Regions from separate parts of the Mus musculus genome. Here region 1 is linked to region 2. A link is a contact called in public Hi-C data. All regions are on one chromosome and are shown on one strand. Each heading gives the region's core, a stretch centred on a gene start, on an enhancer-like site or on the middle of the called end of the contact. The rest is flanking DNA. Distances are from core to core; before and after follow the strand shown. Region 1 overlaps Cntnap4 (contactin associated protein-like 4). Region 2 holds the start of Cntnap4 (contactin associated protein-like 4).

Region 1 (3,419 bases), core at 861-3,360, 83 kb before region 2:
ATGATCCTCTGCTATGACTGCAGACAGAAGACTAGTATTAACTGTCTTCTGAGAGACTTCACCCAGCACCATATGAAAAGAGATGCATAGACCCACAGACAAACATCAGGCAGAGCTCAGGGAGTCTTGTGGAAGAGTGGGGGATAGGATTGAGCATGTTGGAGGGGTCAAAGACACCACAAGAAAACCTACAAAAGTCTTCTAACTAACCTGAGCCTGTGGAGGCTCAGAGACTGAACAACCAACCAAAGAGCACACAGGGGCTGGACCTAGCTCCTCTAAATTCTTAGCAGATGTACAGCTAGGTCTTTTTGTAGGTCTCCTAACAATTGGAGTGGGGGCTATCTCTGACTTTGTTGCCTGCCTTTGGGTCCCTTTTCCCTAGCTGGACTGCCTGGACTAAATCATGATGATATAGTTTATCACCAACCCAGACTAGGAGTACTACCAAAATGTGGTGTTGACCAAAATGTTACATAGCTTATGACTGCATTTCTAAATAATGAAATAAAATAGAATTGCAGCCCTATGGGCCTGAGTGTTTGAACGCATATAAGCTGGGCCTGAGATCAACTGAAGCCCAGAATGCTTTTCAGTGGTGCACTCAAATGGAAAATCTCAACAATTGGCTGAGATCTCAATCTCACAGCCAACCAATCAGCTCATAGCTACCCAGTTGAGTTACTCCAAACTACATCTCACAGATGTAGCCACAGTTTTGTTTTTTGAATTCTGGATACAATGGAAATGAGATGCTTTCTCCCTTCATCTCCCCAGCAGGGCCCTGAATTAATAATATGTCACTAAGTTCTCCTAGGCCCGAGTCCTTTGTTGTCTATCAATTTAGCCTCACAGCGAATTGGCAGACTGACTTTCAGCCCTTCTTTTTGTCTTGCCAGATCAAACATTTCTAAAATCTTTAATAATTCAGAGGACTGAAAAGTAAATATTTATATCCTTTCTCTGTTCAGGCATTTTGATTTATATATTTGATTTTTTTTCCCATTTTAGGACAGCCAAATTTCCTCCAGAGGCCTAATAAAGCTACAGAAAACCCTTATACTGTGCCTTAATCTGTTTTTATTTTTACCACATTGAATTTTGGTTTATTTACATTAGCTGTTTGGGGAAAAATGGTTTTGAGTACATGGTGTCTAGAAAGTCAGATGATGAACAGGACCTGCCATGCTTTACTTTCTAAGCCCATTATAATACTTGTCTAAAAGTTCCCATTTAGATCCATTATATTGAGGCAGGTCATTTTGGTAAATAACATCATGGACCAGAGATAGTACACTAGCTCAGAGATTTAAATAACATTTTTTTTTTCTTTTCCAGCCAGCCTGAGATGATAAGCTGCCATAAGCCAAATGCCCTTACTCCACCTTCTGGATTATGAAACTAAAGTCTCTATCCTACAATGAACAGACATCGCCTTCACACAACAGTTGGAAAAGCAGCATGGGTGTGGGGTGGTAGACATTGGGACACAGAAGGTGAAAATCCAGTCACAGGTGTTTGATTGATTAAATGAGTCAATAGTCTCCCAATGCTAGTGAAGTACTATGTTTTAAGATATATTTATATGGGCTTGTGAATTTGATAAATCTACTCTTAGGTATACATTTTGAAATTCCAGAATCTTTTCCTTTGTATCATCTTGCTATGGACACGGCTATTGCACAGATATCAAGACCAATGACTAGTGTTGTATCCAGCCAAAGCAGCATCATTGCCTACCCTTCAGACTGGATTCAGTTAGGCAGAATACCTTTTTTCCTGATACCAGTTTTTTATATCCTTTGCCTTGGACTCTAGAGCCTTTACTTCCTAAAAGCGTGTAACTATAAGTTCTTTCACTATCTCTTGAGACTCAAATTGTCATATAGCCTCTTGCCTTTTTTTATACTCTGGGTCTGTCATTCTCAAGGACCTAAGAGACACCTTTTGAAAATCAAGCAATGAAGACAAGGTCCCTGTCTTCCAGGCTCTGTGGGAGATTCGGAGCCCAACTTCCTCAGGCTCCGATTAGCAAACAGATGGTCTAATCACATTGGCCTGCATCCACCAACCCCCACCAATGTACTCTGGTACATTTCCACTAGGTCAGTCCAGTGCCTCCGAGGGCTTGTTGCAAAGGAACTGAGTTTAGTCTCTCTCCTCTATTGAAGTATCCTTGACCTCTGCTGCAACGTTATTCAATAAAGTCCTCTTTGGCTGTCTACCTCAATCCAGAAATTCTTTTTTTTTCTTTGAGAGAAGATCATTTTTCTGTCTTGGCTTCTTTGATGTAATATTTTTTGTTGTTGTTATTGTTTTTCTTCTATCCAGTGGGTTATAATCTCCAGCACCTTAACCATTCTACAGTTAGAGTCTAAGAGAAGAAAAGTGCATTGTTGTGGATGAGCGCCTGTCTCAGAGCTAGATTGCCATTCTTCATCATAGTGGCCAATGCTCAATGGTCACCCCTGTAGCCCTGTGCTATCAGTTAGCAAAAAGGAATCTGCATAGTAGCATAAAGGTGTCATACAGATCCCTCAGCACAAAGTAATGTTGGCCCTTGCCAAGAGAACAAAGATGTAAATAAGCTACTATACAGGCAGTTGCACAGCAACAAATATCCAGTGTTGGGAAATCAACTCTACCATTCTCAGTAGACACAGAAGGCACAAAGTGTAAGCACCCACTGGCAAGCCTCAATCACCTCTGATACCACAACAAAGTTATGGCACACAACCACACCAAGGCACCATGGATGTATTTCATCAACCAACTACCACTTTGGAAGGAGGAGAAGAGATATTATAAAGCTGATATGTCTGGGATTTCACTTGGAAAGGACTCACACATTCCAAAGAAGCTATCAGCCAGTAGAGGCTAGTGATTTGGAGACAATGTGATGTGGGACAACATACAGTAAGGAGTCTGGACAGAATTAGAAATAGAACCCTACTTTAAAATGATATAGCTAGGACTTGAGACTCGAGCCCCGGGCTACCTTGCCAGCAGAGTCTTGCCCAACACCCGCAAGGGCCCACACGGGACTCCCCACGGGACCCTAAGACCTCTGGTGAGTGGAACACAGCGCCTGTCCCAATCCAATCGCGCGGAACCTGAGACTGTGGTACATAGGGAAGCAGGCTACCCAGGCCTGATCTGGGGCACAAGTCCCTTCCGCTCGACTTGAGACTCGAGCCCCGGGCTACCTTGCCAGCAGAGTCTGGCCCAACACCCGCAAGGGCCCACACGGGACTCCCCACGGGACCCTAAGACCTCTGGTGAGTGGAACACAGCGCCTGCCCCAATCCAACCGGGCGGAACCTGAGACTGCGGTACATAGGGAAGCAGGCTACCCGGGCCTGATCTGGGGCACAAGTCCCTTCCACTCGACTCGAGACTCGACCCCTGGGCTACCTTGC
Region 2 (3,320 bases), core at 512-3,011:
GCTCACAGCCCAATTATTCATATTAATAAACTGCAAAAAGATGTGCAGGCAAGGCATAGGGAAGACAAACTGGGTTAGGCCAGCATGAAGCTCTGCCCAACTCAAGGGAAGAGCTTGTGTGCTTCGCATCGCAACAGTGACCTCTAGTGCTCCCTCTCTGATGAACCCCTGCAGCTGCAGAAGGAATTACACCTTTGCCACAGAACTTCAACTGAGCGGGTAGGTGGGTTCAGGTCTGCTGTGTATCATCCTTGTTTGTTTATTTGCTACAGCGCTTGTCAAGGCCATCACCCACAGGACCCTCTAAGATTTTGGCTAGGTGAAACTATACATATTTTACTGATTTAATGGGATTCCCACACATTCGATTTGAAATTGAATGGGAAGCACAGTCCAGCCTAGGAGTGAAGTTCTCTCCTTTGCCTTTGCAGAGTGGCAGGTAAATTCTGACATTAAATGAGCTCCTGAAAAATCATCAGTGGGTGGACACGAGCTCGTGGCAGTGAGTTCCCTGTGCCTTTCCCTCGTGAGGACTCTACAGTTAAGGCAAAAGAGGGTCTATGGCAAAGAGAGTTACCAATGTCTTGTCTCTCAAACCTAAAGCTGTCAGTAAGGCAGGTCCCATCCATTCCTGAGCAGGACTTATAACCCTTTCTTGTAAAGCAGAGAAAGAAATAGAAAGTTGTGTGTTTGCTTGGCTGTTTTTATCATACATAAAAAGAGGAAATTCTTCTATCTAAAGAATCTAAACCAAATATAAACTTTTAAAACTTTTCCTATTTCCAATGGCAAGCTGACGAAAGAGTTGGGCCAGGGTATTTTGGATGATATTTAAATTAAGCAACGAGACCATAACAAATGTTCCTCGAATCAATGAACTCAGCACTAAGACAATCAATCACAAATACATGAAGTTGAAAATTCAACCACTAGAGAACACTACTTAAGCGGGTGGTGGGGGAGGGGGAAGTCACCTGCACATTTCCCTTTAAGGGAGATGTAGGGATGGGTACCCATCCAGGAGTGCTCTTCTGCCTGAGGACACAGCTCTCCAGTGCTGAGCTGTGCCTCCACCAGTTCTGCCTGCCCCTGCCCGCGAAGTCTGCAGTATGTCTCAGCTATTAGCCTGCACCATTTCAGAGATGCAGCCAGCCACTGCTAAATCGCAAACTTCAGAAATCTCAGCTAATGCAGCAGAATATCAAGTCTGCGGGTTGTTTTCCTGGTAGACAAATAATCCCAATGAAATTTAATGACCTCAAGACAGGCGCAATGGAAGACGTTCCCGGGCTGGTCCCCCGATTAAGATGCTAATTTAATGTTTTACTAGAAGTTGAGTCTTCTCAATGAATATTCAAAGAGAGTGAAATTCTGCTAGTAAAAAAAAAAAAATCCAAATAACATATTGCATATTTTGACCAGACCAAGAGGAACCCGATCATATTTGCACAATTTCCCTGTAGTGCTTTTCCTAGCCCCGCAGCGATTCCAGTTGAAAAGATTAATCGTGAAAACAACAGAATCAAAGTTTTGCGCGGAGCCCCCCTGCAAGTTTTAAATCATTTGCTGTGTACTTACATGAATTCCCAGCTTCCACTCTGTTCCAATTTTGAGTAGACAACAGAAGTAACATCTTGAGAACAGCTCCAGCGACAGATCCCATATTCATAATTTTTGAGCTCCCCAAAATATCTCGAGTGGCTCTCAGAGCGCTGGAGACAGGTTCTCCTCAGTCCTTCACCCAGCACTGACTGGGTCTTCAGTATCTCTAGCTCTCTGGATCTCTTTCCTCCCCCTCCCTCCTCTCACGCGCGCGCTCTCTCCTCCTCCTCTCCCTCCTCCCTCCTCCCTTGCTCCTCCTTCCTTCTCTCTCTCCCTCTCCTCTCTCTCTTTCTCTCTCTCTTTCTTCCCCACCCTCCTTCTCCCCTGCCCTCAGTACTGGTTCCTCACAGAAAAGCAACCAGCTTCTGTCCTAACAAGCTTACACACTGCTGCCGAGGCCACGCCCACTCCTCGCACCGGTCTTAGAAATTTGCCCCAGCATCCTTCCTCCTCCAAAAAGCACAGCAGCAGCCAGCAGCTTTCTGAGCTCCGCAGCGGCTGCAGGTGATGGAAGCTGGACCTGGAGGCGCTGCCCGCTGCCCGCTGCTCCTGGCCTCCTCGGGGCTCCCTCCCCTCCCCTCTATTCTCCAATAAGCTTTAACCCATTTTGTGCCCTGCCACCCTTTGGGGTGAGGAAAGCAGCCAGGCAAGGAAGCCTTCTGATTTTCCGCAGGTCTTGTATTTGGCAGTACCAACCAACATAGTGAGCTATTTCCTGATTGCCCGGGAGTGTATCCAGGTAAAACTGCATTATGTTTCAAAACAAAAGCATAAAATAAGACAGAAATAACGAAGCAAGCGTTGGTGAATTGTAGCTAAAACTGTCCTCCGGGAAAACGCGTGCTGTTTTTCTCTGTTTCTATAAAACTATTGCCTTGTGCTCCGGTGCCAGGATTTTATTACGGAAATTCCTCACATGGGAACAGACATTCCTGCTTGGCAGATATTTAAAAATCATCTGATAATAGTCTGCGAGAAATTAACATTTCTTATTTTAGTTGGTGCTTCAGGAATACAAATCCACCCATGAAGAGTTCTCTGAGTAGACTGAGTTTTATGAAAGCATCCTTCTGGAAATAGGCAGCATTCCATAATCATGTTTCTTAATAGTAATTCCCAGAGGGCCCAAAATGGAAAATTATGGAATACTGAAAAAGGGAACCCCCTCCCATATGTGTGTGCGTGCACACACACGTGAGTGCACACACAGGTACACACTCACGCGCACACATTCACACACTGACAGGAATACATACTCACTTATACACACTCACAGGCACACATGCATGCACATATACATGTGCACACACATGCATACACTCACACACATATGCACACACTTATACATACTCACAGACATACAAATGGGTGCAACACACACTCAGAAAATCAACAACTACAGAGAATATTCTTCCAGTGGCCACTCCCTGGGCACTATTGCTTGTGTAGAATATTAAAGCACTCAAATGATAAAGTTAAGACCCCATACAGAGCGGCACATCACATGGTGTCAGAGAGGGTAAATCATCTCTTTAAAATAAATGTCAAGACGTCTTCCTGCTGATTTCCTGGGCGTCATCAAGGCAGGAATCCAGGAGCTCTCAAGCAACATCTTGGTGTTTGGAACCAGAGGCAGCCTTGCTGGGCTATGAAAAAGGGGGTGGGGTGAGAGAACCATCCATAAACAAAGCATAATTATTTAGCTCTTGACTTCAAAC

Evidence for each region. Hi-C and Micro-C count contacts between places; a contact is called where the count stands out from the background.
Region 1: a Hi-C map of cerebellar granule neurons shows a contact between it and region 2, with 2.8 times the contacts expected there. The contact joins the enhancer-like site here to the promoter of Cntnap4 in region 2. A contact is called at or near these places in 1 of 39 promoter capture datasets (cranial neural crest), 4 of 484 Hi-C or Micro-C datasets (brain, cerebellar granule neurons and cerebellum) and 3 of 9 other capture datasets (adipose tissue, embryonic stem cells and liver).

The regions. Positions count from the first base shown.
Region 1 is chr8:112,651,497-112,654,915 of GRCm38.p6, reverse strand. The region is part of intron 2 of Cntnap4 (contactin associated protein-like 4); the gene reads right to left. Among named protein-coding and RNA genes, the nearest start is that of Cntnap4, 83 kb to the right of the region's middle. Within about 2 kb of position 2,110, at least 3 of the 459 cell types and tissues checked have an H3K27ac peak or open chromatin away from gene starts, as enhancers often do. A contact at or near this core is called in cerebellar granule neurons and cerebellum, where this site is marked.
Region 2 is chr8:112,568,484-112,571,803 of GRCm38.p6, reverse strand. It overlaps Cntnap4 (contactin associated protein-like 4), which reads right to left and starts at 1,761. Exons shown (of 24, transcript NM_130457.2): 1 at 1,579-1,761. The coding sequence starts at 1,669. It overlaps Gm26994 (predicted gene, 26994), which reads left to right and starts at 2,229. Exons shown (of 6, transcript NR_132433.1): 1 at 2,229-2,341.